Linked DNA regions of Salmo salar: region 2 is linked to region 1. The links are chromatin contacts, called in public Hi-C maps. All regions are on one chromosome and are shown on one strand. Each heading gives the region's core, a stretch centred on a gene start, on an enhancer-like site or on the middle of the called end of the contact. The rest is flanking DNA. Distances are from core to core; before and after follow the strand shown.

What was found. A called contact is a pair of places that touch in the nucleus more often than the background predicts.
Region 2: a Hi-C map of gill shows a contact between it and region 1, with 3 times the contacts expected there. The contact joins the promoter of LOC106567189 here to the enhancer-like site in region 1. A contact is called at or near these places in 3 of 3 Hi-C or Micro-C datasets (blood, gill and muscle).

The regions. Positions count from the first base shown.
Region 1 is chrssa01:16,632,168-16,636,142 of Ssal_v3.1, forward strand. LOC106567073 (grainyhead-like protein 1 homolog) reads left to right here. Exons shown (of 15, transcript XM_014135981.2): 5 at 195-277; 6 at 846-999; 7 at 1,287-1,398; 8 at 3,438-3,532. Among protein-coding and RNA genes, the nearest start is that of LOC106567073, 9.4 kb to the left of the region's middle. Within about 2 kb of position 2,079, at least 1 of the 13 cell types and tissues checked has an H3K27ac peak or open chromatin away from gene starts, as enhancers often do. A contact at or near this core is called in gill, where this site is marked.
Region 2 is chrssa01:16,672,078-16,676,052 of Ssal_v3.1, forward strand. LOC106567189 (Krueppel-like factor 11) reads left to right here and starts at 1,976. Exons shown (of 4, transcript XM_014136322.2): 1 at 1,976-2,167; 2 at 3,113-3,373. The coding sequence starts at 2,126.

The DNA.
Region 1 (3,975 bases), core at 829-3,328:
AGGAGAGAGGGAGGGTAGGATGGGAAGTGGTTTGTTTCCACTTCAGTGAGAGAGAGAGAGAGAGAGAGAGAGAGAGAGAGGGCTCCCTTTACTTCCTGTAACCCCTGAGAGTGCTAGCTACAACCCTTGTCATGGATGCTTGTCTAAATCCAGACCCTCTCTCCCCACTTCTCTGTCCTCTTTGTGTGCCACAGGTGTTCTCCTTCCCAGGGGATCTCCAGTTACGCATGGCCTCCATCTCGGCAGAGGAATACAGCGTGTTTGACACCATGCCGGGGTAAGCCCTCCAGCCCGGCGCCTGCCCGCTGTCGCTCGCACCCTGCCATTCAGCCCCTGATAGGAGAATAACCTCATTCACTACAGTCACCTGGGGGTCAGCAGATTCCCTCAGTTTAAAAGCTACAATGCCAAACGTAATGTTATCAGGGACTCAGTGACACTACGAGGATTCGGGGTCACAATCAAGCCAATGGGAAGGGACTGATGAGGGTGGTCTTAATCAAGGGGTGACATTTGCAATGTATTTCACATGTGGAAAATATAGGTTATCAATATTTGCATACGGTATATTCATAAATACTGAAAACACATCTAGATGGTTTAGAATAAAGATAGATACCAGACAAACATCAGCTGAATACTAGATACATCACTTTTTCCATCTCTATGCCTACTCTTTCCCTAGCCTGAAATCCAGGCCTGTTTTGTGCCAAACATATGACACGGAGTACAAGGAGTGGAATGTCAGCACAAAGCAGGTCTAGATTTCAGGCTCCTCTTTCCCTAAAGGAAAATACAAATGTAGCCTACTGTGGTTTTGTCACTAATATTTATTTCCTGATTAGGAATAATTTTGAGTACACCCTGGATGCTTCCAAGTCGCTGCGTCAGAAGACAGGTGACGGTACCATGACGTACCTGAACAAGGGACAGTTCTACCCCATCAGCCTCAGGGAGATAGACAACAGCAAGCTGCAGCACCCCATCAGCAAAGTCAGGGTAAGACCACACCACCAAGCTAGTTAGTTGTTCTACAGTAGTTCATTGTCAATAACAGAAAACTTTTAGATTGGTCCTTGTCTGTAACTAAATATGTGCAGATAATTTGGCTAGGTCTCTCATGTTAACGATACATTTTTTGACAGAATAAACAGAGAAATCTTATGCTAGTTGGTAGCTATTATGCTAATAGTAGCTAATGTACTAACAAGTAGGAACTTGTTAAGTGGAATGTGTCAGTTAAGCTAGCATGATTGATGGCCCTGGGGTTGTGTGCACCATTTCAGAGTGTGGTGATGGTGGTGTTTGGAGAGGAGAAGTGCAGAGACGACCAGCTGAAGCACTGGAAGTACTGGCACTCCAGACAGCACACAGCCAAGCAGAGGTGTCTTGATATTGGTAAGAGCCTATGCTACTGGAACCTACATGGAACACTAGTCCTCACAAACTCTTGAAGGAGACGCTACACCAAGACATGAAATGCCTAATTTACGGTGCAAAGCACAAGTTAGTACAAGTTTTCAACTGTTATTATCTAAAGCGAGGAAAGACAAAAAACTAGCTAAAACATGAGTTGATTTACCCTTTAAGATTGTTCATCAACCTTAAATGTTTTATTACATCTGGGGAAATAACAGGTGCAAACTTCACATTACAAACGCTTATTAAATCAGGCCATAGTTTTTATGTCACATAAAGTCACCCGAAGTACTGCCTGAATGGTTCCGAATACATTTCATCATATTTACCTGACACTCTTCTTACCATACCATCCTGCACTGTCACGAGTCACTGTTGTTCCCTGAGTTGTTGTGCAACAGTCACCCTCCATCTCCTCCCCCGTGTCACATGCTGTCTCTGTCTCAGCTCAACTCTCATGACCTAGAAGGAGAAGAATCCAGCTAGCCAAGGAGCCAGGCAGACAGACCCACCCAACGAGCCAAAACCTCTATGCCACCTTAAGTAAATAACTTAGTATGAGATCTAGGATGAGCACGTCCCCCTTGTCCATATACTCTTATTCTAAAAGGGAAAAATGATCCTGGATCTGATTGGTTGAACCTTAACAAACCTCATTAGAACAATACACATGATTGGATGAAGGAGGGTGATAATGAGGGTGGATATGGGACAAGGCCAGTTGTCCTATTTACTTTTACTTCACTACATTCCTAAATAAATGAATGTACTTTTTACTCCATACATTTTCCCTGACACCCAAAAGTATTCGTTACATTTGGAATGCTTAGCAGGACAGAAAAATTGTCAAATTCACGCACTTATCAAGAAAACATCCCTAGTCATTCCTACTGCCTCTGATCTGGCAGACTCTCTAAACACAAATGCTTAGTTTGTAAATTATGTGTGAGTGTTGGAGTGTGCCCCTGGCTATCCGTAAATGTGCTGTCTGGTTTGTTTAGTATAAAGGATTTGAAATTATTTATACTTTTACTTTTGATACTTAAGTATATTTTAGCAATTACATTTACATTTGATACTTAAGTATATTTAAAACCAAATACTTTTAGACTTTTACTCAAGTAATATTTTACTGGGTGACTTTTGCTTGAATCGTTTTCTATTAAGGTATCTATACTTTCACTCAAGTATGACAATTGGGTACTTTTTCCACCACTGCCTATTTGTTAATGATACCTGTGTCAACTGAGCTTCATGGTGGCTCCCTGTCGGGACAATACAGCAGCTTAATTCTCTGGAGGTAGACTGATCAATCTTACTCTGCACGCACACACTGTGAAAGGAGAACTTAGTTTGGCTTGACAGAGGAAAGTGTATTGTCTCACTTGCAGTCTGACTTTGATGGAAGGACTGTGGGCGAAAGGTGACCATTGAGACAACCTGCTTGCTTTTGATTAAAAGTAGTCAGTCAGCAACGTAGAAGTGCTCTACTAAAGCAGTGTGGTTTCTGGCATAGGGGTATAGGCCTAATAAGGGACTTTGATGGGATTAGTCAGAATGTAAAGTTTGGAGACAAGCACCTCAATTTCCAAAAAATGGCATAGTGAAAACATTTTCTGAAGGATTAGACTTGGTAGTACAACAACGCAAGACTACGAGACCAATACCACGGAGCAAGCTTTTTAAGCCGCACCTTTTGAGGACAAAAAGCTTGTTTGTTTATCAAACATCTAAGATGTGGGATGGGACCTCACCAGGGTGGGAGCACATTCTCAATGGTTGTATCTAATACAAGCTACTGACCTTCACTTCATTCTTATGCAAGGCTCCTAAAACCTTTCATTCAGCCCAGTCCTAATAATGATAATAATAATACTAATAAAATAGCCTTTCACCTCTCCATACTTAGTTTCATAACTTAGCCACCGCCGCGCTTATCTTAGCACCCTCTCTTCATTGAACGTCTTCTGTCAGTGCTAACTGTACTAACAGTCCGTTATGTGTTCCATGGTTCCCAGCTGACTACAAAGAGAGCTTCAACACAATCAGCAACATTGAGGAGATCTCCTACAACGCCATCTCCTTCACCTGGGACATCAATGAGGAGGCTAAGGTGAGGTATAGGAAACATACCTTTTGGTATGAGGAATCAGAGAAAAAGGTGAAGAGAGATGGAAAGATAGTTGTAAGCCTAGTTGTTTTTCCCTAGAACACGTGATGATGCCAAGTGTTTCTGGAGGATTCGGTTCATCTGATCACAACTTCCTCATCAACATTCTGTGTAAATGTGGCTGAAGATTCTTCCAAAAATAGACTGCCTTCCCTTGCTCTGAAGGTTAGGATGTGTTTTGGCCATCACAGAAAAGGTGTCAGGTGATGCAAACCAATTTGTCAGCAAGCGATCGTCACACGCTTTGTCCTTTGTTTTCTTCTAGATGCCTATTATGGAAAGTTGTCCTTCGAGTTTTGATCGAAAAATAAAGACATTTATTGGCCCTTGGGGAGTAAGGGGAGTTTTTCCAGTGTTTTGGGTCCTTTGGTTGCTTAGAGACCATA
Region 2 (3,975 bases), core at 726-3,225, 40 kb after region 1:
GTCACTCCTGACATACCGGGGCGTTTGGGTGGGAAAACTGGTTGATTGAACTACAGAGAGAATGAAGATGACCAGTTTCATTTGAATCTTTTCAGAGGTTCAGAGAATGGGGAATGTAGAAAACATTTAAACAGTCTTTTTAAAAATGTGTTAAGTGTGTGTCAGATATCTTAGATTGCAATCTAATTACATAGGCTACTGCAGTTGCAGAGTTTTTGACATACACTATAGTTTCTTTCATCATGTAAACAATTTTGATGATGCAACATTTCGGAGATGTAGGTCAGCACTCATTTGAATTTGTGACATGCAATTCTGAGAAACCATACATATAGAGGCACAGGAGGCTGCTGAGGGGAGGATGGCTCATAATAATGGTTAGAATGGAGTGAATGAAATGGTATCAAACACATGGAAACCGAGTGTTTGATGTGTTCGATACCTTTCCATTTATTCCATTCCAGCTATTAAGCCCGTCCTCCCCATTTAAGGTGCCACCAGCCGCCTGTAATGAAGAGACATGTACAATAACTGCAACAACAAAATTATATTTGGATATTTAATACCATTTCGATATTACATTAAATGTGTTGCCCATGGTTAAAACACAGCTATGCTCTTGGTGCAATGAAATGTTGAGTCCAGAGCTACGGTAAGCCTTCTCTGAAGCCATATGATGCATTGTCTTTGTTATAAGTTCATGACATATTAAATGATGTATTAGGCCTATACAACATCCTGTGATTTTGACATGATATATCCTACATACCGGTACTCTGTTTTTCCGTACCATAACAATGGGGGCCGGGGCAAAATGTTGGGCTCTATGGACAAAAACAGAGAGGCTAGGTTGTTCACAAGCTCCACCCTAGAATTCCTTTAAAGATGTTTTTTACAAGACCATATTAACCATATGGGGTTGAGTGGGGTGGGTCTAAAAACAATCTTTAACTCAAATATGACCCAACAATGTTTATAATACTATGGGGTGTTGATTTTTTCACTGTGATTTTGGATTTAGTTCAATGTTTGTTATATATTTTTATGCTTTAGGCAACCCGAGGCCTCTGAAGTTCAACATGGTCTCATGCAGTATTTGAAAACAGAAGTGTCAAAATAAATCAAACACGTGCCAAACATGTATTAGCTACATAGTAATATATCTACTAGAAGTAGCAATAAGTAGAGATGTTTTGTAACAGATATAATATGAACGTTACTAAGGTCTGATAAAATGTTCATTTTACCCCTGCTATGTTAGGTTAGATACGATGTGACAATGGTGTAGCTTGAAATGCACATCATTAAGGTGGTAAAATAGAGCATGACGTTTTACTGAATCTGAAAAGCACAACATTGTGATTTTAATAGCTGACAAACTACTCTAACTGACAAAAAACGAGAGCATTCATTGGCCAACTCTAAAAGCTTTAGATATCCTGTAAAAAATAATAAACATAAAAGTATGTCAAAAACATATGGGAGAAACTCAGGAGTCCCCTCATTCGGCACTAGTTCCGCGTTCAAAACATCTGGGAACTCGGAAAAATACTATGTCAATCAGGACGTCAGTGATCTTCAGGTCGGAAATCGGAGCTCTAGAAAGAGTCCCGAGTTGGAATTCTGACATTCTGACCGTTCAAATCGATTATTCCCAGTCGAAGCTAGTTTTTTCCGAGTTCCCAGTTGTTTTGAACGCACTGAAGTCAGAGATTTCCGAGTTCCGAGGTCCCAGTTGTAATGAACGCAGCATAAGACCTTTCACCTAGTTTTCAGACTTGCAGTTCATCGGGTTCTTTCTGACACCGATGACCCCTTTGCACGCCCACCAACAGCCACGCACCCTATTTCCTCCAATCGTCCGGCCACCATGCACTGATCACGCGTCGTCTCACCTGCTATTGGCTAAGGTCTCACACACATTTGTGTTTCATTGGTGGCATGTTGCCACCCGCCTGTGTGTTGTGAATTTTGTTTTCCTTTTTTTATCCTGATGTTTTACACAGCTGAGAGAGGACGTAGTGAAAACGAATTGAACAGCCAGTCTACTGATCGGGCGGAGTAGCACCGCTTCTTTTGTTCCATATCCGGTTGACGCTAAACTTAATTCAAATATACCTAAACAATGCCCTCACAAAAATTTTCAGAAATTGAAGTCTCGTATGGGGTAAGAAGATGTATATTTTTTTATGAATATTATTATTTCAAGTCAACATGCGTGTTATTTCATATGACTAACGTTCAGCATTCGAATAATGGGTCAATAGGATACTGTATTTGTTTGTCACTCTAGTTTATTAGTTTCACTTTTTACTTTTCACGTTACAATATTATTCAGTTGGTAATTGAGTCATGTTAGTTCAGAATTATTGAGAAAAAAACAAGATTAATTGAGACATATTTACATTTATACCATCCAATCATATTATCCAATGACTTCGCAATGATTGACTGTTGGTCCAATATCTTTAATTCAACAGTGCCCAGTTGACAGAATTGTGCAATAATGTAGCATTTGTTTTATTGACCTGTGTTAATGTTACCCAACGTCACCCTATGATAAGGTAGCCCAGTAGAGTGGTATTGTTTTGCCTAGGCGGGCTACTCTTTCACTATGTGAAACTGGTCACATTATTTGATGTTGGGAGTGGCCATACTATCACTGATAGTGTCATTGTAGACAAAGCACTTCCTGATGCAGCGTTCACACTGGGTAACATCCCCTCAGCATGCGGGTTTCGGTCTCACGTGGCTAGTGGTAGGGATACATCACTAGTTGGTCTATATTTGGCAATGGGAGGTTACTTGGCTCGTAGCTTTAGGGCAGATGGGATGTAATCTCAAAAGCCTGCTCCTTCAGCACTCTAACGGCCACACTGTGACAACCTCGCAGCAACTGGCACTTGACATTAAGCTAATGACTGGTAAGAATAGAAACATTTCAGACATTTTATTTGAGGTCATTTGGATGCTTCCCTTGGTATGCAAATGAATACATCTAGCTGTATGGTTTTGATTGGGTCTCATTTCCCAGTTATTGTTGTGATTCGTCCCTATGGTGACTCACCAGTCTTCTATTATATCATCATCAGAAAAACTTTCTTTCCTCCAGATGAATGGGGTGGTGATGGACTATTGTGGCTCCTATCTGAAGAGGAAGAGGCACTACAGTGAGCAGTCGTCCCCAGGTTGCAGTCTGGAGTACACAGACCTGGAGGCTGCAGAGGCTCTGGTCTGCATGAGCTCTTGGGGCCAACACCGCCCCAACTCCTGCAAACCCAGACCCCTTACCCCTGCCTCGGACTCCTGCGACTCCCTCTTGCCTCCGGACCCATCGGAGCCCCCCAAGGACTTTGTCTCGCTCTCCTCCCTGGTAAGAGTGTATTCTCTATGGACAGCCATAAACACCACACATCCCAAAACAACCATCACACATAAACATCTGAGTCCTAGCTTTGACTTACTGTGTAAACCAGCGTTGAGACAGTATCTTTATCTCAGGTTGGTGTGTTTGCTAAAAACTTTGCATGGCTTATAGGGGTTAGGGAGGTTGCTGCACAGGTGTCAGGAAAGAGATAAGGAGAAATTGCCTGATAGGCGGTTTCAACTTCACCCAGTGCTCATCTCTCTCAGATGCTGGTTGTAAAAATCACTGTTTTACAGCCACCCAGCTCGAACTAGTCATTAGTGTAGTGTGCATACGTGACCACTCACGTATCTCTCCTAACAGCTACATTAAACCTCCAATTTGAAACAGAACACACCCAACCTAGGACTTCTGTACTAGAACACCACAGTGGCTGTACTAGAACACCACAGTGGCTGTACTAGAACACCACAGTGGCTGTACTAGAACACCACAGTGGCTGTACTAGAACACCACAGTGGCTGTACTAGAACACCACAGTGGCTGTACTAGAACACCACAGTGGCTGTACTAGAACACCACAGTGGCTGTACTAGAACACCACAGTG